Regions from separate parts of the Mus musculus genome. Here region 2 is linked to region 1. The links are chromatin contacts, called in public HiChIP or PLAC-seq maps. All regions are on one chromosome and are shown on one strand. The core of a region is the stretch at or near the end of the contact, and the rest is flanking DNA. Distances in the headings are between cores, read along the strand shown.

Region 1 (3,311 bases), core at 609-3,108:
CATGCCACACACCTCTCTCTAAACCCAATGCCCAGGCTACTTATGCTCACTAGATCTATGTGTGGATAAGAACTCACACCCCACAACTCCAGAAGAAATGATTCCTACGTGAAACCATTCCAAGTCCCCTGTGATGGACCATGTCGTTTGCTATTAAGATAAGCATATTATTCCATTCCTTTGAATTATAAAGTTTACAACCCATCCAGAACTTAGAGCATGATGTAATGTTAAATAAGTGCTAAGAACAATCGGTAGGACACTATCAAAGGAAAGTTGCATTTAACCTACATCAACATTAAATAATTGTTTTATTCCCCCGGATGTTGCTCAGTCTATGTGACAGAAAGGAACTGTTCTGGTAACAGGACAGTCATTGCTGCCAGTCTACATTCAATTCCTCCTGTTTTCTTAACATTTGCTGTTTTACTTTATAAAAGATTCCAATGCCAGGGCTCTGTCCTGATAGAGTGAAATGTAAACATGAACCTACATGTAAATGTATCCCTCAGGGCATCAGGGCAACTCTAGGGCTCTGCTGTGTTAGAGTAAATGTAACCAAGAACCTATATGTAAATGTATCCCTCCAGGCATCATGGTCTCTAGCCCTGTGCTCACCTGCCATGGTGAGCCCCTGGTGGAGTCCGGGCCGGAAGGAATTCACCACTGAGACAGAGTCTGCGGCAAGCTCAGAACTCCACTTGTTCTGATCTGTGCTTTGCTGCTTAGAGCTGCAGATGATTTATTCATGAGATGCTGAGGATGTTGCTGGTTGCTGCTGGGATCTGGCATGTCTATGCAAAACTTGCTCTTGCTGTTTAGTAGATAATGGCCACAATTATAACTATTAATAGTTAATTAACTGCTAATTCAATTTACAATTAGACTTAATTAATATTCATAGCGAATAGGTTCATTTTCTACTCAGAAAAAAAATATTTTCAGAGTAAAACAAATCATTCTCATGAAAATGACAATATTGATATTGCTGCGTTTCTTACGTCACCTCCCTTCAGAGGCAACCCATGGTACTTCACCAGGGTTGCAGGTTCCATGTGGATTTCAGCTTGGAGGATTGTCAACTGATGGTCAGCTTATTGGAATATAGCCTGATCTTAAGTCAAGTACCATCTGTCTCAGTGCATAACTTTCACAACTGTCCCAAAAGGAAGCAGAGTCGCACAAATCATGAATCAGGAGATTAAGAAACTTGACCATCAAGTGAGGCCAGCAGATAGCTGTTAAGTAGCACAGATAGATTTTAAATGTCAGAATTTGTCTCTCGATGAAGAGCTGCATCTGCTAAGAGGTGTCCTTATCCTGCAGGTCATGCCCTCCTTTCCTCTCCTGCTGTGACTGTCCTTCCTTGCTCCCAGTCTGTTTATGAGCCACATACCTACCTGCCTTGTCTAAAGCATGCAGACCCACAGAGTGACAGCATACATGGTAAACACACGGATGGGACCGTTCAGTGTATCTGCAGCACCCAAGTGTCCATCACCATCAGATGGATAGGATGCTCTGCAAGGTGGTAATGTTTTGTGCTAAGTGCTGTTTGAGTGTGTTCTGGGTCTCTGAACACAGCTTCTGGCATATGCACTTCCTGGACAGGATGCGTACAGGAGCCTGCTTCTTATATACTTCCAGGGACTCATGACTATGACCTTCAGAGAAAACACCAAATACCCCTGTCCCCACTGAATGATGTTCCTGACAAAGCCTAGGATAGACATGATAATGAACAATGGGAGGGGAAAACTGATTGACAATAGAACACTTCAACTTTCTAGGCTGGCCTCTCCAGTGAGCAAGTGGTCACAAAGCACTGGTGAGGGCTTGGGGGAGGGGGTATGTTGTGTTCTAAACACTTTCAATGTGACCTTTTGTGCCTCTATAGCACCTGTGTGTGGCCTGAAAGAAGAGGGCCATCCAGTTTCCATTCAGTGGAGGCCCCTGTGCCAGTTTCTGATTCCTAGGCTGCTCAGCCCAATGACTGTATGTTCCCTGAGGTCATCTTACAGCTATCTGAAAGGCCACATGTCCTGCGCAGTCTATACAGAGACTTTCTTAAAAGAGTACACAGGTAACAGGCAGAGGCAGTTGTACCTCATATTGATTTGTGTCCCCATGTCCCTTTCAGATCTGTTTCCTCCTTGGTGAGTCCTCAGGAGAGATGCATTCACTGTGGACAATGCATCCTTAACCTTGGGTATTGCTTCCCCCACAGAGTCGGATAAAAGGGGCAGATCTGCAGCCACACCTTCCTGCCCAGACCATTCATGTGTAGTTTCCTCTGTTGCAGAAGGAAATTATAAATGCTGATAGGACACCAGAAGGAAGGTGCCTGTCCCAGCCTTTCCCTGTAAAGGGAAACTGAACAAAAAGCTCTCCTGGGTAGATCAATACCAAGTGGTTTCCCAATAGGATTAGAAGTTGCCATAAATTTCTGGTTGAACTGACAGATTAAATAAAGAGAACCAGGACTCTTGAAGACCACATCCAAATGCTGACATTACTATGACATTCAGGTCAGGATCACATCAGTCCAGGGTCAGAACATGGGTGAGTTCCCTCTTTGCTCTCAGAGGCAATGAGTACATTTATCTGCAGACATGGGATATCCAACAATCTCCCTCCAGTTCTCATCCTGGAGTGATCTCCAGAGACAGCGCTCACTGGACTGGGACCAGTGCCTTTTCTGTCCCTCATCATGGAGTCTGCTCTCTGAGTTCCTGATTGCCTTTTATAAATCACTAGCATGTGAGACAGAAAGGGAGAGAGGTATAGAGATGTAGTATAGAGCTCTACATCACTCTGTATGCTGTATGCATAGTTGTGTGGGTTAAAAATGGGGTCCTATGTCTGGCCCAGGGCTTGGGCCACTGGGCAAGGCGGGAGGCAGGAAGTTTGACTGTGTATACCCCAGGGTGCCTCTGGGCAGATGTTGGGCTGTGAGAAGCTGCAGGACCCCGCTCTGGGGGTGAGGAAGCACAGTCTGAGGTCCCCGCGGGCACTGCAGATACTGCTGAATGCTGCAGAAGAGCTGAGGACGGAGTGTGGGCCGAAGAGAAAAGAAGGAGAGAACTCTCCAGTTGGTTACCTCTGGGAGGAGAGTCCTTAGCTTGCTCTGGCGGGTGGCTTGGCTTGGTGGAAGCCATGGCTGGGAATGCAGAGAGGCCTCCCACAAGAGGTTAGATATGCAGCTCATTAGAGGAAGACCTGCTCCATTGTTCAGCACTGAGGATCCTGATGAGAAGCAGTCCATGGTTTTAAGGGGTATGTCAGACAGCCATGGCAGGAAGTATTCCTCT
Region 2 (3,311 bases), core at 264-2,763, 180 kb after region 1:
GTTAAAAACAGGCATTGAGAACAGTCCCAGATTGCCATCAGAGAACTAGGACTGTCAGGCATGGCACTCGTCACTATGTCAGTGCAAGCTGACTCTCGTGCTCACATCGCCATCTGCCCTGACATGGACGCCCAGGGCTGGAAGGCACTCTCACTACCTTCACGGTCCTCTCACTCAGTCTTTGCAGGATAGATCTGTGACCTCCCATACAAGTAAATGTTTCTTTTTAGAATTGATGTATATCACAGAAAAGCCATGGAGAGCACAGCGCTCCCTTATGCCAGCGCCCAGCTTCTCTGATGTTGCCTTCTGCATCAGCATGATGCACTTACCACAGTTAACAAATGGGACTAACTAAAATGTAATCTTTTTTCACATTTCCTTAACCTTTAGCTATTATGTTCCAACACACACACACACACACACACACAGACACAGACACACACAGACACACACACACACACACACACACACACACACACACAGACACAGACACACACAGACACACAGACACACACACACACACACAGACACAGACACACACAGACACACACACACACACACACACACACACACACACACAGACACAGACACACACAGACACACACACACACACACACACACACAGACACAGACACACACAGACACACACACACACACACACACACACACACAGACACAGACACACACAGACACACACACACACACACACACACACACACACACACACACACACACAGGAATCCCATCCACAGTATCCAGATGCCTTTAATCCCCATGTCTCCCTAAGGTCTTCTTTCTGTGATATCTTCTCAGACATTCTTAATATTATATATTATCCAGGTTGATTGCCTCTCTTAAACCCCCATTGCATTGTTGAAATAAGTCTCACTTAGCTATGGTATATAATTGTCTTTAGGTTCTTGGGCTTGGTGTATTGTTATGGAAGCATTGTGGCTACATTCCTAAGCAGATAACTGTCTGCAGTTTTCCTTTGATCTGGTATTTCTTGCTGGAACAGGCTTTATAAAATATTCTTAGTTTGTACTTGGAAGTATGTTAGTTTATTTGAAGGCTTAGCTGGCTGGCTACACCACTGTTGGTTGATAGTCTTCCCATAGTGTTCTGGGTCCCATCCCACTGCCCTAGGAACACCACAGCTAATGATTCAGAATCTGCTGCTAACCCTATTGACACTTCAGTAAACAAGATGGGTCACCTTCCCCTCACTGCCAACAGAATTCACACTTTGTCTTTTGACAGTTTGCTCACAAGATTTCTAGGTGTCTTGGTTTGGGTTTCATTGCTGCAAAGAATTGGTTTTTCCTTTTTAAGGTATTTTTTAGTAAGGTCTTATTACTTCAGCTATTGCCACCACTTCAGTAATTCCTGTGTTAAACAATTGTCACTGGTTATTTCCAAGGACTTCCCCAAGGAAAAGGCCATTTGCAGTGAGCCTGGGCTGAGTCAGCTCACAGAACAATCATACTCCAAGCTTAGGTTGGAGTCAAATCACTGCAGACAACCAGCTAGAGGGCATCTGAGGAGCCCCACGCATGCTCCCTTTCCCCCTCCAGCAGCTTGTAGGCTACCATCTTCATAGCCCCACTGCTGTAAGGATGCACTGCTGTAAGGATGCAAGCCTTCTAAGGAGTTAGAAGAAGCAGATGGAAAAAAAAAAAAACAGCTTAAAATGCCCAATGCTCTCCCATGACTGAAGATAGGTCTCTCTTTCTCTCTCTCTCTCTCTCTCTCTCTCTCTCTCCTCTGTGTGTGTGTGTGTGTGTGTGTGTGTGTGTGTGTGTGTGTGTGTGTGAATGTTCCTCAGATTGTTATACAAAGATCACTGTACGATTGCTGAGGTTTTGGAAAGTCACCTTGACAGTATTAGAGAGGACTGGTTTTTCAGACTTTCAAAGGTCACCCTGGGCCGTCTGGATGTGACTCCTCCCTCTATGGAATCACATAGATTCTTTCCACAACTCCAATGCACCTGATGTTGAAGCGTACCCAGAGTTCTCTGCTTCCCAACGACACTTGCACAAACTGATAGAATATCTTAAAATTTCACAAACTCCTCTGCTGCAAGAAGCGGGTTATTTGAAGATAGCAGCTTTTAAATATGTATGAAGCTGTATGTTTTAAAGCTACTCACTGTCTCCTTTACGGTAGTACCATTACCTGAAGAAAAAGACTCTGAGGCATTTATTCCACAATTTTGGGACACCTGGTTCTGTAGGGAGCAACATCCTCCTGATGTATACACTTGTACTTTATTTGACTAATATATCACATTGATGATGTCACTATGGTCACATAGCTAAATTCCTCTATTTAACCTATATAACCATGGCTCCCTGAAAACCTGCAAGATGGATCTGCACCGTCATAGACTGGCTGACCCTAGGCCACTAACCTATTTAAAAGTAATTTCTCTTGAGTTCTCTTCTATGCAGAATGCTGAAGGAAACAAAACAAAACAAAACAAAACAAGAAAGCTGCCACTAGCAAAAAACCAAACAAACAAACAAACAAAAACCCCAAAGATTCTTCCAGGCATAGCACAGGTGGAGCACGTCTTCAATCGCAGCACTGAGGAGGCTGAGGCAGGCAGATCTCTGTGTGTTTGAGGCCAGCCTGGTCTACAGAGTAAGTTTTAGAGGCAGGCTGGGGCTCAAAGAGACTTAGACTTCGAGAGAAATTAATGGAGACCAAGACGACGTTCCTGTTCAAGGACCACGAGTTTACTAAGAGAGTGTGCTTATGAAGGGGGAAGGCCCATGATCCCTGTCACTCCCAACACCCTGTAGAAGTCTCTTGGTTTGATCTGGAGGTAACTATGGAAAGGCACCATTAGAACTGTTCCATCTGGTCAGTTAAAACAGTAAATGGAAATTCCAACTCTCATCCCATACCAACAGGGAAGGGCAGAGCCTCCTTAAAATGCGCTCTGTGAGATTAGAAATTAAAGGTCCCAAGTTTTGAGTTTGAGACCACACCAAGTTCACTACAGACTCCAGAAGATGCAGAAATTGCTTTCCAAATGAACACATGTATCAGCTGACCTCCTGAGGCTTCTTCCCTTATAGCCTCTCAGTGTGAGCACAAGAGGCCATGCCACATCTTCATTATCAAAAGGACTTTAAGCTGAGTGATTGAAGGTTAGAGCACTAATGGAATGATGGAGACTTTTTTAAATGGACCTTTGTACACTGGAAAATACTTAGAAAGCATACTCCAATAAAGAGACTCAAGAACACTCAATGTACTTAAACCTTAAAGCACAGTGATACTTACAAGAAGGGAGAGTG

The links. HiChIP or PLAC-seq counts read pairs in DNA pulled down with a chosen protein or histone mark.
Region 2: an H3K27ac HiChIP or PLAC-seq map of embryonic stem cells shows a contact between it and region 1, with 4 times the contacts expected there. The contact joins two enhancer-like sites. A contact is called at or near these places in 6 of 484 Hi-C or Micro-C datasets (cerebellar granule neurons, embryonic stem cells and nephron progenitors) and 4 of 115 datasets of contacts at active chromatin or transcription factors (all in embryonic stem cells).

The regions. Positions count from the first base shown.
Region 1 is chr5:27,241,578-27,244,888 of GRCm38.p6, forward strand. All of the region lies in intron 1 of Dpp6 (dipeptidylpeptidase 6), which reads left to right. Among named protein-coding and RNA genes, the nearest start is that of Dpp6, 190 kb to the left of the region's middle. Within about 2 kb of position 1,859, at least 3 of the 459 cell types and tissues checked have an H3K27ac peak or open chromatin away from gene starts, as enhancers often do. A contact at or near this core is called in embryonic stem cells, where this site is marked.
Region 2 is chr5:27,417,543-27,420,853 of GRCm38.p6, forward strand. All of the region lies in intron 3 of Dpp6 (dipeptidylpeptidase 6), which reads left to right. Among named protein-coding and RNA genes, the nearest start is that of Gm52769, 81 kb to the right of the region's middle. Within about 2 kb of position 1,514, at least 5 of the 459 cell types and tissues checked have an H3K27ac peak or open chromatin away from gene starts, as enhancers often do. A contact at or near this core is called in embryonic stem cells, where this site is marked.